Regions from separate parts of the Mus musculus genome. Here regions 1 and 3 are each linked to region 2. Evidence: chromatin contacts called from public HiChIP or PLAC-seq data. All regions are on one chromosome and are shown on one strand. Each heading gives the region's core, a stretch centred on a gene start, on an enhancer-like site or on the middle of the called end of the contact. The rest is flanking DNA. Distances are from core to core; before and after follow the strand shown. Region 1 overlaps Agfg2 (ArfGAP with FG repeats 2). Region 2 overlaps Zan (zonadhesin). Region 3 holds the start of Ufsp1 (UFM1-specific peptidase 1).

Evidence for each region. HiChIP or PLAC-seq counts read pairs in DNA pulled down with a chosen protein or histone mark.
Region 1: a contact with region 2 is called in a FOXA1 HiChIP or PLAC-seq map of pancreatic cancer cells. The contact joins two enhancer-like sites. A contact is called at or near these places in 1 of 115 datasets of contacts at active chromatin or transcription factors (pancreatic cancer cells) and 2 of 9 other capture datasets (liver and pancreatic islet).
Region 3: an HNF4G HiChIP or PLAC-seq map of pancreatic cancer cells shows a contact between it and region 2. The contact joins the promoter of Ufsp1 here to the enhancer-like site in region 2. A contact is called at or near these places in 3 of 39 promoter capture datasets (the C10 cell line, liver and stem cell-derived epiblast-like cells), 1 of 15 datasets of contacts at CTCF or cohesin (pro-B cells), 1 of 484 Hi-C or Micro-C datasets (nephron progenitors), 4 of 115 datasets of contacts at active chromatin or transcription factors (the 230-238 cell line, embryonic stem cells, large pre-B cells and 1 more) and 3 of 9 other capture datasets (adipose tissue, embryonic stem cells and pancreatic islet).

Annotation. Positions count from the first base shown.
Region 1 is chr5:137,670,465-137,673,471 of GRCm38.p6, reverse strand. All of the region lies in intron 1 of Agfg2 (ArfGAP with FG repeats 2), which reads left to right. Among named protein-coding and RNA genes, the nearest start is that of Agfg2, 13 kb to the left of the region's middle. Within about 2 kb of position 1,426, at least 213 of the 459 cell types and tissues checked have an H3K27ac peak or open chromatin away from gene starts, as enhancers often do. A contact at or near this core is called in pancreatic cancer cells and pancreatic islet, where this site is marked.
Region 2 is chr5:137,454,137-137,457,337 of GRCm38.p6, reverse strand. It overlaps Zan (zonadhesin), which reads left to right. Exons shown (of 88, transcript NM_011741.2): 18 at 647-771; 19 at 1,004-1,149; 20 at 1,943-2,086; 21 at 3,017-3,136. Among named protein-coding and RNA genes, the nearest start is that of Zan, 21 kb to the left of the region's middle. Within about 2 kb of position 1,262, at least 51 of the 459 cell types and tissues checked have an H3K27ac peak or open chromatin away from gene starts, as enhancers often do. A contact at or near this core is called in pancreatic cancer cells and pancreatic islet, where this site is marked.
Region 3 is chr5:137,293,129-137,296,267 of GRCm38.p6, reverse strand. It overlaps Ufsp1 (UFM1-specific peptidase 1), which reads right to left and starts at 1,599. Exons shown (of 1, transcript NM_027356.2): 1 at 604-1,599. The coding sequence starts at 1,478. The coding sequence ends at 825. It overlaps Ache (acetylcholinesterase), which reads right to left. Exons shown (of 5, transcript NM_009599.4): 4 at 2,931-3,100; 5 at 1,802-2,151. The coding sequence ends at 2,030. It overlaps Srrt (serrate RNA effector molecule homolog (Arabidopsis)), which reads left to right. Exons shown (of 20, transcript NM_031405.2): 18 at 1-50; 19 at 155-281; 20 at 362-564. The coding sequence ends at 437. It overlaps Mir8116 (microRNA 8116), which reads right to left and starts at 2,488; the gene lies at 2,392-2,488.

The sequences.
Region 1 (3,007 bases), core at 177-2,676, 220 kb before region 2:
TGAAAAAGGCTTATTTATTTGTTTGTTAGAAAAGAACTGAACGGGTTTGGCTATCCTTTGATTACAAGGAGCAGAGTGGAGCTTCTAGCAGGAAAGAGACCCAAATCCAGGTTGTATGAATCCGAACACAGGCGTTCAGAGGAAAGGACTTCCCGAGTTTGAAATTGGCACTGATGTGAGGAGTTAGCTGCTGGGTGGAACTGGTTTTTTTCCACTGTTGACCTGACAGAACCTTCTTATCTCAGCCTCTCAGCGGGTTTGATGCTTCCATGGATCGAGATAGAAGCAAAAATATAGGCCAGCTTGACAGTGGCAAGGTGTGGTAGGGTGGAGATACTTGTGTGTTTAGTGTTTAATAAAATCAAAGGGGAGGGGAGAGGGACAGCAAGAGGCCTGGGAGACTGGTTGTCTGTACACGCAAGAAGTTGCCTTTGCAGAGCAGAGTCTTTTGGATGCTATTAGGAGCCTGGTTTTCAAAAGAGACCGAGAGGGAGAGGAGGGGCTGGGGATGAAGCTGGGTTGGTAGGATGCTTGCTAGCATGCAGGAAGCCCAGAGGTTGGTCATGAGGTCATAAATTGGGTATGGGCTACCAAGGGTACACCAGTATAACCCAGCATTGGGGAGGTGGAGGCAGAAGATTCCAGCATCGTCCTCTGCAATAGAGCAAGCTCAAGGTCTAGCCTAGGCTACCATACTTCAGAAAGAAGTAGGAAGGGAAAGGAGTGAATGTAGGTAATAACACTGACTTAAAGCTCAAGCCATAGTAGTCAGTTTGCTTTCTATTGCTTCCTCCGGGGGATTCAGAGATGCTCAGTGGGTAAGAGCTCTGAGCTCGGATCCCCAACACCCATGTGAAAAGCTAGGCATGTACATGTAACAGTAGCAGTGTGGGAGATGGAGGCAGGGGGATTGCTGGGATTTTTCTGGCTGCCAGCCTCGCTCCAAGTTCAGCCTTGGGAATAAGGCATCAAGTGATAGACCCGGACTCTAATGTCTTTCCCCAGCCTCCCCACAGGCTTGCATGTACACACACACACACACACACACACACACACACACACACGCAAATAAACTAATTTAAGTTAATTTAAAATGATTGCCCTATTCAGGCTGGGCAAGTAAATTTAATTCTGAGTTTGTCTGGCATGGGTGTGCCATCACACAAGAGTAGTAGCTCCTTCTCATTTGGGGGTGTTGTGGGGAAAGACCTGAGTTTTGTTGGGGACACTGGATGCTAGCCAGAGGGTTGGGTCTGTTTCATTCCAGGCCAGTGAGTCACATCTGGCCCATCACATGACCCTGAAACTCACATGACCCTGGACTGGACCCAACTAAATGCAAAACACCTAGGCCACTGCTGGCAGGAAAGGGTTTCTACATCTGTGTTCCTAGCCAGCAGTAGCCTCCGTATGATTCAGAGAGACATCGTCTGACTCATAGGCCCTCTTCCCTGGGCTGCAGCCTCCTTCTGGAGTGTTCTCCCTGCCCCCCAGACTGACTGTGGTTATTCATAATCGAGTCCCCAGACACCAAGGTCAGAGCGGTGCTCTCTGTCCTGTACTGCAGAGACATCCTGTTCCCTTCAGATACATTCAGGCCCTGTGTTTTCCAATTGCTTCCCAGCCTTCCTTCATCTTCCCCTCCCAAAACGCCCCTCCTAAAACACCCCTCCTGTCCACACTCGGGCAGACGGTGAGTCTGCTGCTCTATGCAGTCTGCTTTTGATTGATTCCTGCCTGAGTTTCCCCTCCCTCTCCTTCCCCTCCCTGTCCCCCTCACAAGGAAGCGCCTCTGTGTTTACAACTGCTAACAGTTCCTGGTTGTCCTTTTCAGGAAATGTCAGCGACCTTCTTATGATGGGTTTAGAATCTGCTTTTCTAATGTAAACATAATAAATTTCACTGTTCCCATGACCAGTTCTCTTCCTTTCCCACTGCTAACATCCTGAATCATTCTCCCTAATCCATCAAGTGTCCAACTGGATGGCATCTATTGCAGTGAATACACTTGGCTTCCTGAGTCCCCACCCGGTGTGTATGTGTGTTTGTGTGTGTGTGTGTGTGTGTGTGTCTGTGTCTGTGTCTGTGTGTGTGTGTGTGTGTGTGTGTGTCTGTGTGTGTGTGTGTGTGTGTGTGTGTGTGTGTGTATGCGCGCGCGTATGCATGTGGAGACCAGAGGTCAATTTTGAGAGTCATTCCTCAGCTACTAGAGTGGCTGGGCTATAGCTCATCTGGTAGAGTGCTCATGCCCTGTACATGATGCCCCTAGCACTGTATAGCAAGGCACATGGTGGTCTCCAACACTTGGGAAGTGGAGAGACAGTGGGATTGGGGGATCAAGGCCATCCTCAACCACAAAGCAAGTTCGAGGCCAACCTGGACCCTGTCTCAAAAATCCGAGACGGAAGCGGGCTGCCTCAGACTAAAAACCAAACTAAATCAAGTCATTAGTGAGCAAGCGCTCAGAGAAAGACTGCCTGGGAAACCTGATCCCAGCAGACTCCAGGAGAGATCCTATTTAAGAGCTATTGTTTGCTACAGGACCCAAGTTCTGCTGTCTGCTTCCCTCTCATCTTTCCTTAGATGTCACCCTCTTGGATACTGCTTGTCATTTTATAAGGGCATCTGGAGAGTCTTTACTCAAAAGTCTAGTGGCAGAGTGGCTGGAAAATGACCTCGTCTGTAGCCTCCTGTGTCCCAGCCCTCTCTAAAGCCCCTTAAATGAGCAATTTATCACCCAGAAGAAGCCAGCCTTCACTGTTCACTCTGTGGCTTGGCATCTGCCCTGTCTCCACGCTCTGCCATCACTTATGCTGGCATGGTCACGGCCAATTCTTCCAAACTTGGCACGGATACCTTCATGCTGTGCATGCTACCTGTGAGTGTGACTATATTTTCCTACTTATATCTTTATTTTATTATTTTACATGTATGGTATGTATGTATGTATGTACATACATACATATATACATGCCTGTATGTTTGTGTGGACCATGTGGGAGTAGTG
Region 2 (3,201 bases), core at 13-2,512:
CAAATGAACATGATTTCCTGAAGATGTCCCAGTCCATTGAGGGGAGACAGGCAATCTTGAAAGGAGACAATCATGGCATGGCCCTTTCCATTTGGATTCTGAGTCCTTTACTGTCTCAGAGATATATCCTGAGCCCTCTACCCTGTAGTGCCAAGTTGGACACCGCCACCACAACTAGGGTCTCAGAAAGCAGAGAATGGGTGGTACATGCTTTTAATCCCAGCATTCTGGAGGTGGAGGCAAGAAGATTTTGAGTTTTAGCTTGGCATACATAGTAAGACTGTCCCAAATCCAACAGGGACTGGGGATGTAGCTCTGTTGCTTAAGTGCCAGTTTAGACAAAGCCCTGGCTTCCACCCCCAGAGCCACCTAAGCTGGACATGGTAGCAAATATCTATAATCTGAGCACTGGAGAGGAGGAGGTGGTATCCCCAGAGTTTAAGGTCATACTCAGCAATGTGAAAAAGTTTGAAGCTAGCCTTAGATATAATGAGACCCTGTCTGAAATCAACCAGCCAACCAACCAACCAAACAAACAAACAAACAAACAACTAACAACCAACCAAACAATCAAATCACCAACCAACCAACCAAGCAAATAGTTGGTTGTGACTTAGCCCCTCAGCACTGCTCTCTCTCCATCTAGACCACTTCTTTAGGATAACAGCAAACACCGAAGAACGTGGAGTAGAAGGTGTATCCTGCCTGGACAAAGTTGTCATCTCTCTGCCAGAGACTACCGTTACCATGATCAGTGGCAGACACACATTGGTGAGTTAGTTCTATCCTTTGCTCACTCCACCAGGCCAGGCCATGGTCAGCCTGGAGACTCTGTTAGGGTTGGGACTAAGCAAAATGATGATGCTTCAAGCCAGTCTAGAGGAGAGAAGTTGGAGGGATGCCGTGGAGTGGTGATGTGCTCTGGCCTTGGATGAGGTGTTAGAGTTTTATGGTCCTACTTGACACCCCCCCCACATCAGTCTCTCTGTCTCCTCTCTCCCAGATTGGGGATCAGGAAGTCACCCTCCCAGCCATACTTTCTGATGACACCTATGTGGGTCTGAGTGGGAGATTTGTGGAGCTGAGGACAACATTTGGTTTGCGTGTGAGATGGGATGGTGACCAGCAGCTTTTTGTGACTGTGTCCAGGTAAGGGAGACGGCCTAGTCAGGCAGCCAGAACCCTCCACACCCTCGGCCTCACCCCAGGCATTTCAGTTACTTGTGGTTAATCATTTACACGTGTCCTTAAAGCTAGGCTGCATCTCACCCAAGTGGCAGAAGGGAAACAGTAGGAAGTGGAGTGAGGGCAGTGGGGTAATAGCAGATATGTACACAGGGCCTTGGGAATGTGTTATAAAGAGTCACTCGGGGACGCTCAAGAGCTGTCAGAAGAGAAGATATCATTCTTCAGGGAATAGTGGCTCCCCAGATGGGTGGACAAAGATGACAAGGGAGGTGGCTCAGCTGGTAAAGAGCTAATTCCACCCCTGGAACACACAGGCACATACAGACACACACATACAGACACACACACACACACACAGAGAGAGAGAGAGAGAGAGAGAGAGAGAGAGAGAGAGAGAGAGAGAGGAAGAGAGAGAGAGAGCACACACACACACACACACTGAGAGAGAGGGAGGGAGGGAGAGAGAGAGAGAGAGAGAGAGAGAGAGAGAGAGAGAGGAGAGAGATTTAAACCCAAGAGAGAGTAGAGTTGTTAAGCAGAAAGAACAGAGGAGACCCTGTACAGATGGCTCAGGCTGAGGCTGAGTGGGGGTCTTACATATCTGAAGCCTATCACAGACTCTTAAGAGTAGATGTTCTCAATGCATTCCTGGCTCTTACCCTCAGGGCGCACAGCTCACTGTCCTCTTGCTGTGGTCTCTGATGACTGAGACCCTTTTCCTCAGTCATGACTCACCCCTCTCCTGGACCCACAGTACCTTCTCGGGCAAACTCTGTGGTTTCTGTGGGAACTATGACGGGGACAGCAGCAACGACAACCTGAAGTCAGATGGCATGATGACACACGATGAGGAGGAGCTGAGGCTGAGCTGGCAGGTGGAAGAGGATGAGGACAAGGAGTGAGTGAGGGTCCCCACTGTGGGCTGGGACTACTCTTCCTCGACTTTTGCCCATTTTCAGATCTACCAGTGCTGGGCTTAGTTGTTCCTGTCTGTCATTCCAGAAGATGCAGGGATGTCTGGATCTGCAGACATCAAGATCTGATTTCTAAAATCCAAGAGCTGAGGATACAGCTCAGTGGTAGAGCCTAGAATCCCCCAGGGAGGAGCTGGGGGCGTGGCTCAGTGATAGAGCACCTGCCTAGAATCCCCCAGTGAGGGGCTGGGGGGCGTGGCTCAGTGGTAGAGCCCCTGCCTAGAATCCTCCAGTGAGGGGCTGGGGGCGTGGCTCAGTGGTAGAACACCTGCCTAGAATCCCCCAGTAAGGGGCTGTGGGTGTGGCTCAGTGGTAGAGCACCTGCCTAGAATCCCCCAGGGAGGGGCTGGGGGCGTGGCTCAGTGGTAGAGCCCCTGCCTAGAATCCCCCAGTGAGGGGCTGTGGGTGTGGCTCAGTGGTAGAGCACCTGCCTAGAATCCCCCAGGGAGGGGCTGGGGGCGTGGCTCAGTGGTAGAGCCTCTGCCTAGAATCCCCCAGGGAGGGGCTGGGGGCGTGGCTCAGTGGTAGAGCCCCTGCCTAGAATCCCCCAGGGACGGGCTGGGGGCGTGGCTCTTTAGTGGAACCCTTAACTAGTATGCACCAGATCCTGTATTGATCCCAGCAATGTTAAAAAAAAAAAATGAAACAAAAGTTACAAGGGGTAAAGTCTTGCCTGTGATCTTTAGGTTTCCAGGAGTATAGGAGACTTGGGACCACGCCTGGCTAATGTAGTGATATCGTCTCAAAAAGAACAAAATATAAACTGACCAGCATTGCCCTTTTCTTTTTCCTTACCTGGAGACTCCAGCTTTTCCACCTCTTTTGGGCTCTTCCAGCTTTACTGTCTTCTTCAGTTGGGTCTCTTCCAGGTGTCAGAAGAAGAAGAATCCCCCATCTTGTGACGCTGCTTTGGGGAGCACTATGTCGGGACCCAAGTTATGTGGACAGCTTGTCAACCCAAGTGGACCCTTTGAGTATGGAGGGAAGCAGATGGGTTGCAAGGGTTTGCTAGGTACTGGCGTTTCTCTGAGGTGGAGCA
Region 3 (3,139 bases), core at 350-2,849, 160 kb after region 2:
GGGCTTGATGCCATATGGTCAGCCCCGGCCTCCCATCTTGGGCTATGGAGGTGAGTGTGGAAAGGCAGTGCAGGGGTTTGGTGTCTGTAGGCGGCTACAAAGCTTAGGCTGAGGTTGAGGTCAGTTTTTAGTTCACCCTGGGTCTTTGTCATAGCTGGTGCTGTCCGCCCTGCAGTCCCAACAGGAGGGCCTCCATACCCCCATGCTCCATATGGTGCCGGCCGTGGGAACTATGATGCTTTTCGAGGCCAAGGCGGTTATCCTGGGAAACCTCGGAACAGGTGAGCACGAACGATGCCCAGGCTGCCTTTCCCCGTCTCTGACTATAGGGACATCTGTTCACATTTCCTTTATCTCACAGGATGGTTCGAGGAGACCCAAGGGCCATAGTGGAGTATCGGGACCTGGATGCCCCGGATGATGTTGACTTCTTTTGAGCCATCCATGTCCCCTCCTGCATTGCTACATCAGTACCCGTGACCACTTTATCCCATCAGCTGAAAAGTTTTTTGTACGTTATTTTACCCGCTAGTAAAAACACTTTGGTAGTGTGTGTTAACTGTGTGCTGTATGTCCCTTCCCAAACACAGGCTGGGCCATAGTAAGCTGAATTACGCCAATTTATTATTTTTCAGAACAGTATCTCTAATTCCAGCTTGGCCTTGCTGTGTAGACCAAGTTGGCTTTGAACTCAGATTCACCTGCCCGTATCATTGTGCCAGGCCCAAACTTGATCGCGGTGGGGGCCTGTGCGAAGTAAATAGGTGGCTGTGTTTAGTCTCAGTTCTGGGATCTACCCAACGGTGCAGGTAGGGCGTGGTGATTCAGAGATTTCTGGTGAAGCACAAGTTGTAGAAGGAATTGGAATCAAAGACGCTTTTTACCTTTTGCCAGCCCACCCATCCAGCAGCTTGTAGTTCACAACGGTTTTTTGGAGTGCCCCAGTAGTGTGGGTCCAGTATCAAGACATAGACTTCTGAACCTGGCCCCTCACAGATCCCCAGCAGGGCCTTGGACTGGGCATCTGCATCTCCTCCTACCATTACTGGGCCCCCACCCGTTGTAAAGTGTGAATAAAGCCGCTCCTCTTCTCCCCTAAGCCCTACTCCGCGGGGCAAGTGGCATAGGCGCCCTTGAGGTCCTCCGAAGTGTTCTAGGCAGAGACTGGCCTCTACACAGCCGATCCAGTTACGGGAGCCCCGGAATCCGGGGGGCTTGTCGCCCATGGCCTCTAGGGCTCCCTGCAAGGCTGGCAGTCCAGGCACGCCCGAGGACTGGCCCCCTGGCCAGGAGCACAGCGTCTGCAGGGTGCGGTAGCCGCATCCCCAGCCACGGTCATCCAGTCCATCGCAACCATAGTGATAGTAAAGGTAGTGGCCTGAGAGGAGGGCCAGTCGGGCGGGATCATGGCAGGGCACAGGCAGGCCCAGGTGCACGTCCTTCAGCAGCTCCAGGGTGCTCGGTAGAGCAGCTGTCATCGAGGCAGGGCCAATTCCGGGTTCCTGGTGTTTTCTGGGACTAGCTACGGGCAGTGTGGGCACGTAGAACCGGAGAACTCTCAGCAAGCAGGCTAGCGGCAGGAGAGATGATTCCACAGGCAGACGAATTAAGGAGCCTTCTAAAAGGCGCCGGCAAACCAGCCTGGCTGCGCAGTCGCAGGCTCCGCCCCTAGGGGCGGGCCCAGCGCTTGCTTCCGCCGGATGCTGCGGGCAGGGTGCCTCAGTGCTCACCAATCCCGAGGCTTCTGTTCCCAGCGTCTCTGACCTCATCCCCGCCCCAACTTCCCGCGTGTTGCACAGACTCTGGTGGCTGTAACAGTTTATTGGCGGCCCAGAGGGGCGAAGGCACCGCGGGGAGGGGAGCTTAGCCCAAGACATGCAGAAGATGGGGAGCCCCTAGTGGGAGGAAGTCGGGGAGGAGTGGACAGGGCCTGGGGGCTCGGTCGTATTATATCCCAGCCCTTAAATAAATAGTGTATATACAGCTAGGGGCTCGGGCAGGGCGGCAGGACCTGGGGTCCCCCAAGGGGTCACAGGTCTGAGCAGCGCTCCTGCTTGCTATAGTGGTCGAACTGGTTCTTCCAGTGCACCATGTAGGAGCTCCAGCGGTGGAACTCGGCCTTCCACTGGCGCTCCGCCTCGTCCAGAGTATCTGCGGCCAGGGCACCCCGCAAGAGTGGGAGAAACGGAACAGGTCGGGTAGTGGAGACCGGTCGTGAGTGCGCCGGCACACACGCATTGTCGGAGGCCGAGCGGGGTGGTGGAAAGAGAACAGTGGATGATCCGGAGAATGAAGGGAGAGGTGGAACAGGAAGGAGAGGAAGAGATAAAAATCACCGGAAGACGGAGGGGAGGGACAGGATCAGAGTGGGAGAAGGGTTCATGGGTTAGTGGGGAAAAGAGAGAAGATACAGAAATAGTTGGCGATTATAAGGCCCTTTGGCTGACGCCAACTAGCCCCGGATCCTTCTCCCCTCAACACCAGGCTCAAGCTCCAAAGGATAATTTTTTACATTAAAAAAAAAAAAATCCTGTTTTTTGAATTTTTGTTTAACAAAGATCCCTGAGTCTGTCCATTTTGTCTCGGCTTGAGAATGGAGTGGGGTTCTGTATCCCTGAGAGGGGCCCCTTCTCAGCTACACACTAGAGTAAGTGTGCTTTGAGACCAGAAGGGGAAAGGATTGCAGTTAGAGCCACGGAAGCCCGGAGTGGAGGAGGAAAAGGAAGAAGAGGAGGGACAGGGCTAAGTCCGGCCCGGGCCTCGGGGCCGCCTCCCCATGGGCGGGGCTTGGGCAGGTGCAAGGAGCCTCCGTGGCTGGGGAGGTGGAGAAGAGAGGGATTACACCCTGTGTTTTGCACCCCATCTCTCTCCCCTCCTTCCAACCCTTGCCGCCTTGTGCATTCCCTGCTCCCCCCACTCCATGCGCCTACCGGTGGCGCTGAGCAATTTGGGGAGAAAGCGATTCCAGAAGGCGCAGGTCTGGGCGCGCAGTCCCCGCCGCACCTCTAAGGGCTTCAGGTTCAGGCTCACATATTGCTGCGCGGCAGTGGTGTACGGTGGCCACTGTGGAGATTTGGAGTCTCGAGGGTCATTGGGGTCCCTGAGGAAGGAAAGGGAAATCTCAGCCTGCCCAGAGGAA